Linked DNA regions of Mus musculus: region 2 is linked to region 1. A link is a contact called in public Hi-C data. All regions are on one chromosome and are shown on one strand. Each heading gives the region's core, a stretch centred on a gene start, on an enhancer-like site or on the middle of the called end of the contact. The rest is flanking DNA. Distances are from core to core; before and after follow the strand shown. Region 1 holds the start of Car2 (carbonic anhydrase 2). Region 2 holds the start of Pde7a (phosphodiesterase 7A).

What was found. A called contact is a pair of places that touch in the nucleus more often than the background predicts.
Region 2: a Hi-C map of the G1E-ER4 cell line shows a contact between it and region 1, with 8 times the contacts expected there. The contact joins the promoter of Pde7a here to the promoter of Car2 in region 1. A contact is called at or near these places in 1 of 39 promoter capture datasets (pre-B cells) and 1 of 484 Hi-C or Micro-C datasets (the G1E-ER4 cell line).

Annotation. Positions count from the first base shown.
Region 1 is chr3:14,884,134-14,890,382 of GRCm38.p6, reverse strand. It overlaps Car2 (carbonic anhydrase 2), which reads right to left and starts at 4,095. Exons shown (of 7, transcript NM_009801.5): 1 at 3,597-4,095; 2 at 2,352-2,549. The coding sequence starts at 3,630.
Region 2 is chr3:19,307,638-19,314,292 of GRCm38.p6, reverse strand. Pde7a (phosphodiesterase 7A) reads left to right here and starts at 2,971. Exons shown (of 13, transcript NM_001122759.2): 1 at 2,971-3,429. The coding sequence starts at 3,292.

The sequences.
Region 1 (6,249 bases), core at 2,846-5,345:
ATGCATTCTAGATTTTTGTTTAACCAAAGTAACTGAAAGAGATAGGAGATACTAGCCAAATTATAAAGGAGTCTTTCATGGGCAAAGGAGAACTCTAATCTTTGCTGACCCTTGTTTTTCCTAGACTGTGTTGCTATCTAGGGCACACAGACACACATCCTGTGCTCTCTTTAATCCCCTGGGGGTTCCTAAAGCCCTTTGCTGGAGTCTCTTCCAAAACACCCAAACCCTTTATTTCTCTGAATGAACCTTCTGGAAAGCCTTTACTGAAGTATCATGTCAGTTACTAAGCCGCCTCCATGCTTCCACAGTTCCTAGGACCACATCATTTTTATAAGCACCAACGTGACAGCCTTTCCTTCTCACAGATGTTGATAGACACCCAACTGAGGACATTGTCTGTGAATCTCTAGCTAAGAGACTTTCCAGGATTTCCCACCAGGGAAGGGAGTTTAAGTCAAAAGAAGTATTGGCAAGCACACATCCTGCTCCCCACCCCCTTCCTGCTTGGAAATTCAAGGGCTTAGCTGCAGGCTCCTGCTATGGAACCATCTCCTTTACTCTAGTCTCCAAAAGCGCCGGACCCTGACCTGTGCCAGCTGAGCTGGCTTCCTCTCTTCAACCCCCCTGGCCCATGTTGTCTGTCTCCTGTGCTAGAGCCTCAGATTCTCCTTCAGAGAACTCTTACCCCAATCCTTTCTATGATCTTTTGGATCTCAACTCAAGAGTCCACACTTCCTTGAACAGTTTCTTTGTTTGTATCAAAGTTACAGTCAGAGCCTATATTTGTATGTTCTTCTCTTTTAGATATTTTCAATACATGGTGGATTCTGAGGACAACGGAAAGGTTCACCTGCCCCCATGACCCTTAGTTTATGAAGTGTGAACTGATCTTAGTGATGAGGGCAGACAGGAGAGAGAAAGACAATTAAGCAGACAGGGAGGGGGCCATGGCTAGGTAGCAAAGGTGCCAATTTCCAGGATAACCCACTTCTTTGGCACCCTCATCACTTGAGACAAAAACCTGGCAGCTTAAAACAAAGGATCTGTAAGATTTCAGCCTCCCACTAGCAGGCCCCTGCTGATAGACAGGCTCAACAAGTTCTGAAGCCTACTCTGGCCACACACAGTTCTGGACCAATCAACCATCCTAGCTTCCTCCAAACTGACCAACCCTGAATGACTTGTCAGGTTCGAAAACCCCTGCACTGGAGAAGAGATTTTTTTTTTTTCTTTTTCGAGACAGGGTTTCTCTGTGTAGCCCTGGCTGTCCTGGAACTCATTCTGTAGACCAGGCTGGCCTTGAACTCAGAAATCTGCCTGCCTCTGCCACCCTAGTGCTGGGATTACTAAAAACCCACCTTTCTTCAGCTGTTAATTCTGACTGAGGTATTTGAGATTTCTCTGCTGCTTTTGAAACATAATGGCCCGCCTGATTGTAATACTTTAATTATACATTATATAGCATGCTATTATTCAGCATGGTCATTAGCTCCAACTCTGACAGCAATAGTAGCTGTTTCCTCTGTCTTTGTCCTTTCCCTCTAAAATACCCCTTCCTCCAATCCACTAGCAAACAATGTGTTTACAGGCCCATTTCATTCAGCGACCTTCAAAGGAAAATATTCAGGAAAATAGGACACTGGCAATTAAGTCAACCAGCAGGCCGTAAAGGCAGCCACTGTGTCTAAATGGGACTGGGTCTCCATTTTCTAAATAAAGAAGAAAGCATTCACCAGCATCCTGTCAGCAGGCCCTATTACAAATAAATTATGGTAATTGGATTTTTTTTTTTTCAGTAACTGCCTAAGCATATCCAAACAACTCTGAAAAATCTTCACTGTGGAATAAATTTTTGAACGAGATACTTATATCTTTATATACTCACCCTATGTCAACACTGACAAATACAAACAATATTTACCAAGAGCTTCAACCTTTTAAATATTCAGATTATGATCACTTTCTGCGCTACTGACTTGAAGGCAGTACACATTAGGTCATACCTACTGAGGATAGCTCTCATCTAGGAGGACAAATGTGTTAAAGGGAATCTTAAAAGTTTAAAATTTCGTGAATTCCCTGGTTTCTGTATTGCTAAAGACCTGACTTGCTTTCTGTGACATCCCACAGGCACCTTGCCTGATGCCCTACATATCTGACAGTCCCTGAGGACACTTCACAGTAATTAGCCTACTTCTAGGACCTATGAAAGAAATCAGAGTGACATCTCAGCTTTCGGACACAAATTGTGGTGGCAGGGACCTCCTGCCGGTGTCCCTGTATTTTCCATTAAGACCGAAAATAACTATTGGCTAAAAAGCCCGATGGATGTTTTCCTAAACACTGACCTGCATTGTCCTGAGAGTCATCAAACTCAACGTTAAAGGAGTGGCCGTTGTTGACAATGCTCTTGGACGCAGCTTTATCATAAGATATGAGCAGAGGCTGTAGGGCAGGGTCATGCTGGGCAGTTGCTGTGTCAATGTCCACAGGGGACTGCCGGTCTCCATTGGCAATGGGGAAGTCCTTGTGCCAGTTCTCTGGTCCTAGAGATGAGAAGAGAGCTGTTAGGTCATTGCTGTGGGAAGGGAGACACCAGCCACCGGAAGCCACTGGTGTTTCTAGACAGTCTGCTCAGTTCAACATTCGGAGGTGATACTAACTTAACATTTAGGAAAACAAAATGTGCCTCAGTCCTTTTATTTGTAACATGGGGTAATAATATTCCAAGTCTACCTCATAAGGCCAACACGAAAATTAGAGTCAATATACATCTATTTCTTAACATTGTCAGACAAGCGTTAGCAATTTTGAGATCTTTTCACTCAAATTCGGTGACTAATACTAGACAGAACTACTGAAAACAGAGTGGTCTGACTGGGGATATAAGCCCTCTTGTGACTGAGTTTGGAACATAGATTCTAAGGCATTATAACAGGTCTGAGAACCTCGTGCTGCCACACTAGGTGACAGTAAAGACCGTATAGACCAAAACTCAGGCTCAGGCCCCTCCTTTAGAACTATCTTTGCTGGGAAGTTCACACAACCACAAGCCAGTGCACCTTCTTTTCCCCTCAGATGGCGTCATATACCAAGGCCTTTGATCTGGAAGACGTCTAGGTATCTGCGATTGACCTTCTAACACTAGAAGTTGAAAGATGCATGGAAAACTCGCAATTAGACCCAAACGGGCTCCAGAAGATGCCACAACAAAGTGCGCTGGGAATCTTAGCCACAGTGCAGCAGATACAGACGTGAAGGGGACAAGTGTTTCCCCTTAACCTTTCTGCTACACACAAGTAAAATGTTAGTTACAACCCTTGCTCGATTCTGCCTAGGTTAGCCTTGGGTGACCGGCTGTGGTCCCGATAGGTATTGTCGTCGGGTGTTGCGTTGGGTTATCCCTCCCAACCCCTGTGCGCGGCCAAGCAAGTTTGAGATCAGATCCTAGAGAGCGCTCTGAGTCGGGCGCCAGGGACGTACCAGAGCGGAGACCCGGCATCCAAGCTGCGCTCCGGGATCTGCGGAGCGAGGCAGGTGCCTGAGCCGAGACCCGGAGCGCGCGGCCCGGAGCGCGCGGCCTCCCCACTCACCGTTGTGCTTGCTGTATCCCCAGTGGTGGGACATGGTCACGCCGGTGATTGGGGCAGAGCAGAAGTTGTCGTCCGTCTAGCGGTCCTGCAGTGTGTGTCGCGGGTCGCACCGTCCGGCTTTTATAGGCTCCCGCCAACTTGGTGCTCTGGGCGGCCCAGGGGAGGGACCGAGTGGACCTGAGCAAGGGGAGGAGACCGTGGAGGTGGCGGACGGAGGTGACAGGCAGAGGTGACAGGCGGAGGCCTCGGTGTTCGAGGGCCCCCGCACCTTGCTTGGGGCGGGGCGCCCTCCGGCTGCTCTCCGCTTCTGCGTCCGACCCGCTCTGCAGCAGCTGCGCGCTCTCCAGCTCGCCCCGGCGCTGCGCAGCCTCGCGGGCCGGCGCCCCTACTCCCCAGCCCCATTGTGAGCACCGACCTGGTCACCCGCCCGCACAGCGGGGCTCCGCTTCCCAGAGCTGGCGGGCCAGCCGGCCACCCGGCCGCGGCCCGCACGCACGCGGCTGCGGAGTTTGACCTTGGGCGGGGAGCGTCCTAGAGGCTCCGGGAGCGGGGATCCTGGAGCCGGGAGCGGGAAGCGGGGGGGCCCCCTGCTGCCGGGCTGCGGGAAGACGACCCGGCTTTGCCGCCAGGGCGCCCTCCAGCTTCCCGCTTGCTCCACAAATTAACCCTAGGCACCGAACTGTTGATGTAACATAACCAACAATTCTCAAAAATCGCTTTGCTTTTTGGAATTGGATTTTAAAAATGTCTTCCAAGGAGATGAGAACTTCCCCTTCCTGGCAAAGGAATTTGTATTTGACAAGCCGAAACCAACCCCCCCCCCCCAAAACAAAACAAAACAAAAAACACAAAACTTAAAAAATAGAAAAGAAAGGTAGCTGTATGGCTTCCCAGGGACCGTGGGTGTCCCGGGGACACACCTTTCAATGTTCTTTTTGTGTATTTTTATTTAAACATTTCTCTTCACCTAACACTTTTTTTCTTATTTGACTTTGAGAACAATTTTTTTGTATTGAATCTATTGTGGACCTGAGGCCATATTATTTAGAATTCAAATTGAGAAGGGTACAGTTTTTTTGTGTTTCTATGGAGGCACCTAGACATCACATTACCTATATATTAGAATCTATGTGTAAGTATAATGAAAAATATCTGACTACATTTTAAGTGTTCTCAGACTCATCATGTGCCTTTATTTCACCCAGTGCCACACAAAGATGATGCACATGTAGATCTCCTTGTTCTTATACTAAGACTCAGAAAATTATGGTCTTCTCTATACAAGACTCTTCAGGTTGATGTCAAAAGAAATTTTTGATGAAGAATGTTTTATAGGACCATTACAAAGTGCAATTCACAAATAGTCCCTTGCATCTGTGACACTAGAGATGCACAATTTGCTAGGGGTTTCCCATTTCCTGTTCCATTACTACCGTGCGTGGAATAAGAACAGATTTTGATGAAGTGCTTCTCAAGGCTTCAGACCCCACCAATTCTGGTTGCAGCTACGGGAATCCTCATCCTGTCTGGTACGTTTTAGTGGGAGCCAGGCTCCTGCTAGGGAGTCTCCTTGCCCACCTTTGGACAGTCAAGAGAGCATCAGGTATTATATCTCATATTCATTTTCTTTTCAAATTACAGAGGCTGTAGGCATTTTCTTTCTGTCAGGTCTTCATGATGGAGATGACTTCATAGTATCATGTGGATCAGTCACTGTCTAGCTCTGCTGTACTGGGGACATTCCTCCCAGGCAGTCATTCACTGGCTGCCAGATAGTAACACTGGGCTTGTAAAAATAAAACCAATGCTTATGTATTCATGTTTTTAGAGGGAAGAAATGTACTTCCTTCTAACCCAGGAGGTGGGGGAAATTTATGTATATATGTATGTATATTCATATGTACATATACATATTCATATGTACATATACACACATATATTCATATATATGGGTATATATAACATAATCAGAAAAAAAACATATAAAGTTACTAAGACATGTTCCAATTATGATAACAAAAAGTCTTTGAGATAAATCAGAACAAAATTTTAAAACAAAATGACAAAGCATTTGATTTACACTAAATCTAGCTAGTTAATATATTTTACAAAGAAATATATGATTTATTCAATAATTAATGAAATAAGTAGATAGTTTCATAGTCATTAAAGTATTAAGTTTTTAGTGAGACTAACAGCCATTCACTTCTTAGGACTCCTAGAGTCCTGTATGTAGACATGTCCCTAGCCTACTGTCTATGATGCAGTTTTCTAAGCTGATAGAACTATTTAATCATCAGTTTGTAAACCATCATCCTAATTTGCTGTTGCTTGCTCATGTGGGAAGTGAGAATAATTACACCCAGTTAGGACTGTTGTAAGAATTAAGTTAGTGAGTGCACATTAATCACCTGCCACCTGAAGCCATCAGAAAATTACGGCTTTGAAGTTTATCCTAAACAGAGCTGTATAAAACACAATGCAAACTATATCAAAAGTAAGCATCTGGCCAAAGAGAAAGCCTCCAGCTGACAGCTGACTGGGATATATATATATATATATATATATATATATATATATATACACACACACACACACACACACACACATATATATATGTATATATATATATGTGTATATATATATATATATA
Region 2 (6,655 bases), core at 1,722-4,221, 4.4 Mb before region 1:
TCTTCTCATAGATCACAACTTGTCCAAGCCTCTGACTTCTTTGCAGCTGCCTAGTGACTTCACACTCACTACCAGACATTGAAGCTGAAGGCTTTCATAAACCTCTTTACTAGGTCCCCTCCCTGCTGCCACTTTAGTGGCTTTTCTATAAGCCTGTAATCATTCCTTCCTAACCTTACCACACCAGCTTCTCCATCAGAAAGCCTGGTATAGTAACACATCTCTACAATAAATCCTTTTTGCACCACTTTTAGTGATTCTGCTTCTTTGATCCATATTCATACTTTGCTATTTCATAGCACTGTACTAAGTAACCATCTTCTTTGGGCAGTTTTAGAATCATCTTGTTTAAAATACACTGGACTATGTTATGTTCCATGGTCATGTTAAAGTGCTGTAAGTCTGTATATTCAGAGGACATTCTTGTTAAACATCCAAGTCTTGTGTATTCCACTACATTATAGTATAGTATAGTATAAAACATACTAGCATATAAAAGTATAAAAGCATCCTTTGTATGGATCTTGATTTTCTTTTCTATTTCTTTATTTTTTGTTGCTTTAGGTAAAGGGATTTCTTTCATTACTTAAGTTTAAAGTTTCTCTCTGTGGTGGTTCATTTTGTGCCATGTTGGTTAGGCTGTAACATCCAGTTGTTTGGCCCAACATAGGTCAAGATGCTGGCAACACTTAATCTCTAGATGTTAAGCAGATTACCCTCTTCAAAGTGGCTGGGCCTTGTCTATTCTGTTAAAGGGTTTAAGAGTGAAGATTTGCACTTTCTTTCTGAAGACTCCAGCATAGAAAGAAATCCTGCCTATCTTTTCAGCCTGGCAGTTTTCTCTTATCAGTTTCAGATCCCAGAATGCAAAGTCCACTATTACTGTCTGTCTGTCCATCTACTCTCTAGACATCAGCTTTAGCAATCTTGAGCCAATCTCTTGAAATCTCTCTTTAACATCTCCCCTCACCCTTTCTGGAGTTCCTCTGATGCACCCTAATGCCTTCCCAACAATACAGAAAACATAATACTGCATGCTATGGTGGAAGACATGGCTCTCAAGTCAGACCAGCGTTTACTAAGGAAGTGACTTAGTTTTGGAAAGGGACTGCTCATTTGTATAAATAAGATCAAATTACTATGTGTTGGGTAAAAATACTGTATATAAAATACCTGCCAGGGCTCTTGGCTCAAACAAGGACCCTGAAATAGACCTTACTGGAAATGTACTGTTTAGTTGCCTATTTAGTAGTGAGTCTTATTATTTAATTAATCAAATATTTGGATATTACTAAATGTGGTATATTTTACTCAATGAAATTTTACCAGTATCAACTTTGTGTAGAGGTACTCAAATTTGTTGTTGTTGTTTGAGATAGAATCTCACTATGTAGTCTGCCTGGTTTTGAACTCACTATGATACTTGAGCTTATCTTTAACTCTCAACTCTTCATCGTGTTGCCCTAGCTTTCCAAAGGCAGCGATTACAGGTTTGTACCACCATGTCCGTACATATCACTTGAGGTTAGTTCTTGAGATTTATCTGTCCTAGGTGTAGGGCAAGTTTGTTTCTAGGAATCTACTTCCAATTTAGTCAGCTGATAAACGACTTTCTGAAGACTAAGTGGCCCACAGTGCTCGGTGTAATCCCAAGTGAGATGCTTAACACATCTACTACAGGGACTAATTAGGATTTCAAAAGCAGTGAGATCAGTTGCTGCACTAAAAGAATCTCATTAGTGCTTCTTCATCTAGTGAAGGCAAATTCCATGACACAGAACGGATCGTAAAACATGATGAAGACCTGGCATGTAGAAAATACACAGGGGCACGAGGTTTAAATAATAAAAGAATACACCTTCCACCTTTGTCCGTTTATCTGATCATGTACACTCGGTACTCAATTTATAGCATCATTAAGCCCAGGCTCAGCACTGTACTTCTTCTAAGACCTGCCACCTTGCCAATCTTAAATAACTGGGAGACTAGATGCCCTGAGAAATGATCCAAATCTATTTTGCCAGGGGGCGGGGGTGGGGGTGGGGGTGTGGAGCTCGTTCATGCTAAAAGTATCTGATGCTCAAAGCATCAGAAACAGTCGGCTCCTGCAGAAAAGCTTTGGCAGTTTGGGGCAGAAACTTAAAAGAACAAGCAAATTATATCCTCACCTTACCAAAACAGGTGAAAAGCTCTCTTACATCCTAGCCAGCAAACACTAACAAAGAAGGGCGATGGTTGGCTAGGGGAACTTTTGGTCTCTTTGTCATCTTTGTCTTCCCAATATCGTCATTTCTCATTTTCTTGGTTGCAGAATTTCACTTTTCTCCATCCAAAGACCCTCCTTCTCGCTCGGGAGTTTTTGGTCTTTTTCTGCTCTGCAGGCCCCGAAAGTCTGGGGCCTCACTTGCCAAGGGAAGCCACTGGAACCTTGCCTAGGTAGGGCACGGACGGTGACATAGCGGGAGCACTGAGCCCCCGAGATCTGCTGGCGTCACCGCCGCAGCGGCCTCCCGCGACGCCCTAGTACGGGAATTCCACAGGGGACGCGCGCGGTGCCCCGACGGGCGGAGCACGGAGAGGGCGCCCGGTGCTCTGGGCATTTTGGATCTGTCGGACGAAACAGCGCCGATCCGGTAGGCCGAACAAACTCCGGGTCGGTGCGCCCGAGGATGCCCCACGTAACTCTCCTGCGCACGCGCCGCGGGTTGCGGGGAGGGAGCTGCGGGGAGGCGGGAGGGGCCGGGGGGGCGCGGGGCGCGGCGCGGCGCGGCGCGGCGCCTAGCGCAGCGGACGCGAGCAGCCCTGTCCGGACAGCCGGCGGGCTCCTGGGCGCGGCGGCGGCGCGGGGCGCGGGGCATGCGGCGCGGCGTCGTGACGTCACGGTGGCGGCGGCCGTGGTTGGCGCAGGGTCCGCTGCTGCAAAGTGTGAATTACGCCGGGCTCGCGCCGGCGGCGGAGCGGAGTGAGGCTCGGGGGAGGGGAGGGGGCAGGGCTCCGGCGGCCGAACTGCTCTACGCTCCGCGCCCGTGCTCGCGGCCCGGGCCAGCTCTCGCGCCGCGGAGCGCCTGGGCGGCGGGTTCCCCTTTAACGCCGCCCGCCCGGCTTCCCGAGCCCGCTGCAGCCCTTCCCGCCGCCAGCCGCGCGGAGGGCCGGGAGGCGTCGGCGGCCACTAGCGCCGCCCGCCCCGCGCGCGCCTCGGCCCCGGGTCCCCGCGGCGCGGCCCCCTCGTAGCGCAGGGGCGGGCGACCGCGGACTGGCGGGCGCCGCGCGGATCCAAGGCGGACGTGTTCAATGGAAGTATGCTACCAGCTGCCGGTGCTGCCCCTGGACAGGCCGGTCCCCCAGCACGTCCTCAGCCGCCGAGGAGCCATCAGCTTCAGCTCCAGCTCCGCGCTCTTCGGCTGCCCGCATCCCCGGCAGCTCTCGCAGGTAACCGCCGCCCCGGGGCCCGCAGCTCGGTGCTTTTGTCTTCTGGAGGGACTCGGGCCATTGTTCCCGCCTCGGTAGGCTGGCCTCCCCTTCCCGGAGTCTTTCACCCTCGGCTGTGCTCGGTGCCCCTGGCCTCTGCGACCCTCGCCGCGGCTAACCCGTCACGCCCGCTGGTAGCCCCAAGCCATGACTTTATCCTCCCCTCCTTTCTCTGTGTCTCCTACCAGTTGGGCCTCTTGTCCCCTTAGTCATGACCCTGAGCTCACCTTTTCGCCCCCCACCCCCTAGCCCTCCCCCACACCTGTGCAGGTTCTCGAGCCTTGCAGCGCTGCGGGTGCTGAGTTTCTCAGAACAATAGGCCTAGTGGTCCCATTGTGGTCCTCACCCGAACTGCGAACTGCTGCTTTGTAGGGAAGGGGCCTAGGTGTCAGGAACTAGTGTGCAAAGTTGATGGTTTCCAATCAGTTTTCTCGCTTGATAAAGGCGGCTTTAGTTCAGAAACCACTGATGAGCATTCACAAAGGACTTTGTTTCCGATGGCCCAACACCAGTTGCTGTTGAACATTAAAAAAAAAAAAATTTTTTTCTGTGACGTCCTTGGCTCAGCTCTTTAGTTGGGTTAAATTTGGTTGCCAGATTTAGAATAAAGAGGAAGAATTTTACTTTGTTTACATATGAACCTGGTGCCCTCATTGCCTGCTGCCAGAAGTTCTGTGTTTATGAGATTACTTTTGGGACGGGTACTGGAGGAGTGTGCTTACATTTGCTGGTCTAGACTCCAATCAGTGAGCCTCAGCCATTCATCCATCCATCCATCCATCCATTCATTCGTTTATTTGTGTGCTTGTTTATGGCAGGGCCTTTCTAAATTGTTCAGTCTTGCCTTTAACTCATGATCTTCCTGCTTCAGACTTCCAAGTACCAGGCCTGAGCCATTGCCCTAGGTCCCGTATTCATTTCGTAAAATAAAGTATTCTTATTTTTTTCTATTGCTTAGTATTTCTTTACCCTTTATAGCACACTGTTTCTCCCTTCAATTATATTGTATTATAAGAAAGGAAATTTTAAAGACAGTTAGAATGGACAGCATCTTTTAGAGATTTTGCTTATAGTAGATCGCCAGTAAATTCTATTTGTCATTTGCCTTTTTTTCTTTTTCCTTTTTGGCCTGCAAGATAGAGCAGGAGGTTCTGTGTGAGTTTCCTTTCAAAGAGTTCTTCTTTATTTAAGGTCAGACTCTTCTGATACAAGGTAGTATGCTAAAGAATTCAGTGTAAAATACTAAGTGGAATTTCAAATAATACTTTTGTTACTTTGAAGTGTAGTTTGTGAACTGTATTTTTTATTATTGCTTAACACGTTTTAAAGTTCCAGAATAATATCAAAATATATTAAAGCACTCAGGAGAAGGTTTTCAATAATAGTAATTAAAGGTCTTTAATGGAAGTAACTTTCATTTCTAAATACTGTTTTCTTCCTGAGATCAGCAGACATGACGAACACCCACTTTCACTTACATATAAATAGTAAGGCACACTTTATCTAAAGTTATGAAATATGTGTTACATGTCCCTGCTTCCTGAGAGGGAAGATCAAGGGATTGAAAACAAAACTGACCCCAAGAGCTTTACCTAGTATCTTAATTACCACACAAAAAACAATTTAAGCTTCAGTTTTCTTTGCCCACCCCTAGACTAAGATTAAATGGGTAGTGGAATTTTAAAACTGTGACTGTGGCAACAAACCACAAATTCTATAGAATTACACCGATTTTACTAGCTTTTAAAACTTATAAACAACTTCCAGATCTCCAAGAGAGTATGTGGGAACTCCTTAGGCTGAGACAGAACTTTTCTTAGTGAATACATACCTTTTTCCTGGTGAACATAACAGGGTACCTCACTCGAGCTGACATGGGTTACCATCACTTAGTATCACTTAGTAGTAAATCGTGTAGTGAAACTGAATGCTTTGGGGATAGATGGCAATATGTCATGGGAAAAACGAGGTAGATAATCTTAGAATCTTATTCAGTGCTCTTTAAAACAAGCATTTGGTTGACTCACAAGCTGCCATACCCTTGAATCGTTGGTTCCTAAGCTAAACGTTACAGAATTTGGAAGAAGTTTAGATGGTTTTGTGATTTTATTTAAGAGTCTTAAAAAAAAATGTATTTAAGTTTTTTCTTTAGTTTCTAAGTAGAATTTATTTACAAATTTTCTATTTGAAAATATATTCAAAACTAGTTATCATTTCAGTTCATTTTGACTTCAGTATTAGAGTGCAGTTCATAGTAGGAAATTAATAAATATTTAAGGGAATGAATAGATGAGAGTACCTCAGACTAAGTTGAGTATCAATTTTAAACATGAAACAGTGGTACAATATGTACAGTAATGGCTCATTTATCCAAAATTTGGTTTCAAACATGTAATTGTAGACTAAAAATGACCCAGACAACGTGCAGAAAAATACTGCGCAGATAGCAAAGGCACATGGTACCAGATCACAGAAGCCTGGCCACCCAAGTCCAGTCCTCAGGCACCATATAAAGGCAGTAGAACTGCTTCCATGGTTCTCCTCCAGCCTCCACATGTTAGCTGTAGTATCAAGTCTCAGTCTCTCTCTTTCTCTCTCTCTCTCTCTCTCTCTCTCTCTCTCTCTCTCTCTCACACACACACACACACACAGTCACAATAATAAAACTTAAAACAAGACTCTAAGCAACCAACATAGATCTGGGCATCATCTCAGAGCCAACGAGGCTGAGCAAACTTTTCTAAGCAGCAGGTAATCTGAAATGGAATTACAAGCAGCTATAGGTCATTCACCCTGTAGAAGTGCTAGTTGACAGCTGACATACCACAAGGGAGAGATGGGAAACAAAGTCTCACAAGCTAGCATGATTTTTAAAGGTACTGTAGGGTAGCTTAGGGACTTGAGTATTGTGTAACAAAGTGACTATTTGTTAAAAAATGCTGCATAGAGTCAGATTTTCCAAGATAAAAGATTTATTCTGTTAAAAAAAAAATCTGTGTGGCAGTTAATGTTTTTGTTCAAATGGTAAAGCGTACCTGGTGAAAACCTCTGCAACACTTTTTTAGACATTGACATTGGATCTTAAACCAGTCATATGATACTTTTCAAAGAGCTGTTAGGAGATTCTGAATTACTTGACCAATGAGATTAATAAATGAAACCTATTTGTTGCCGTTTTGAATGCCTG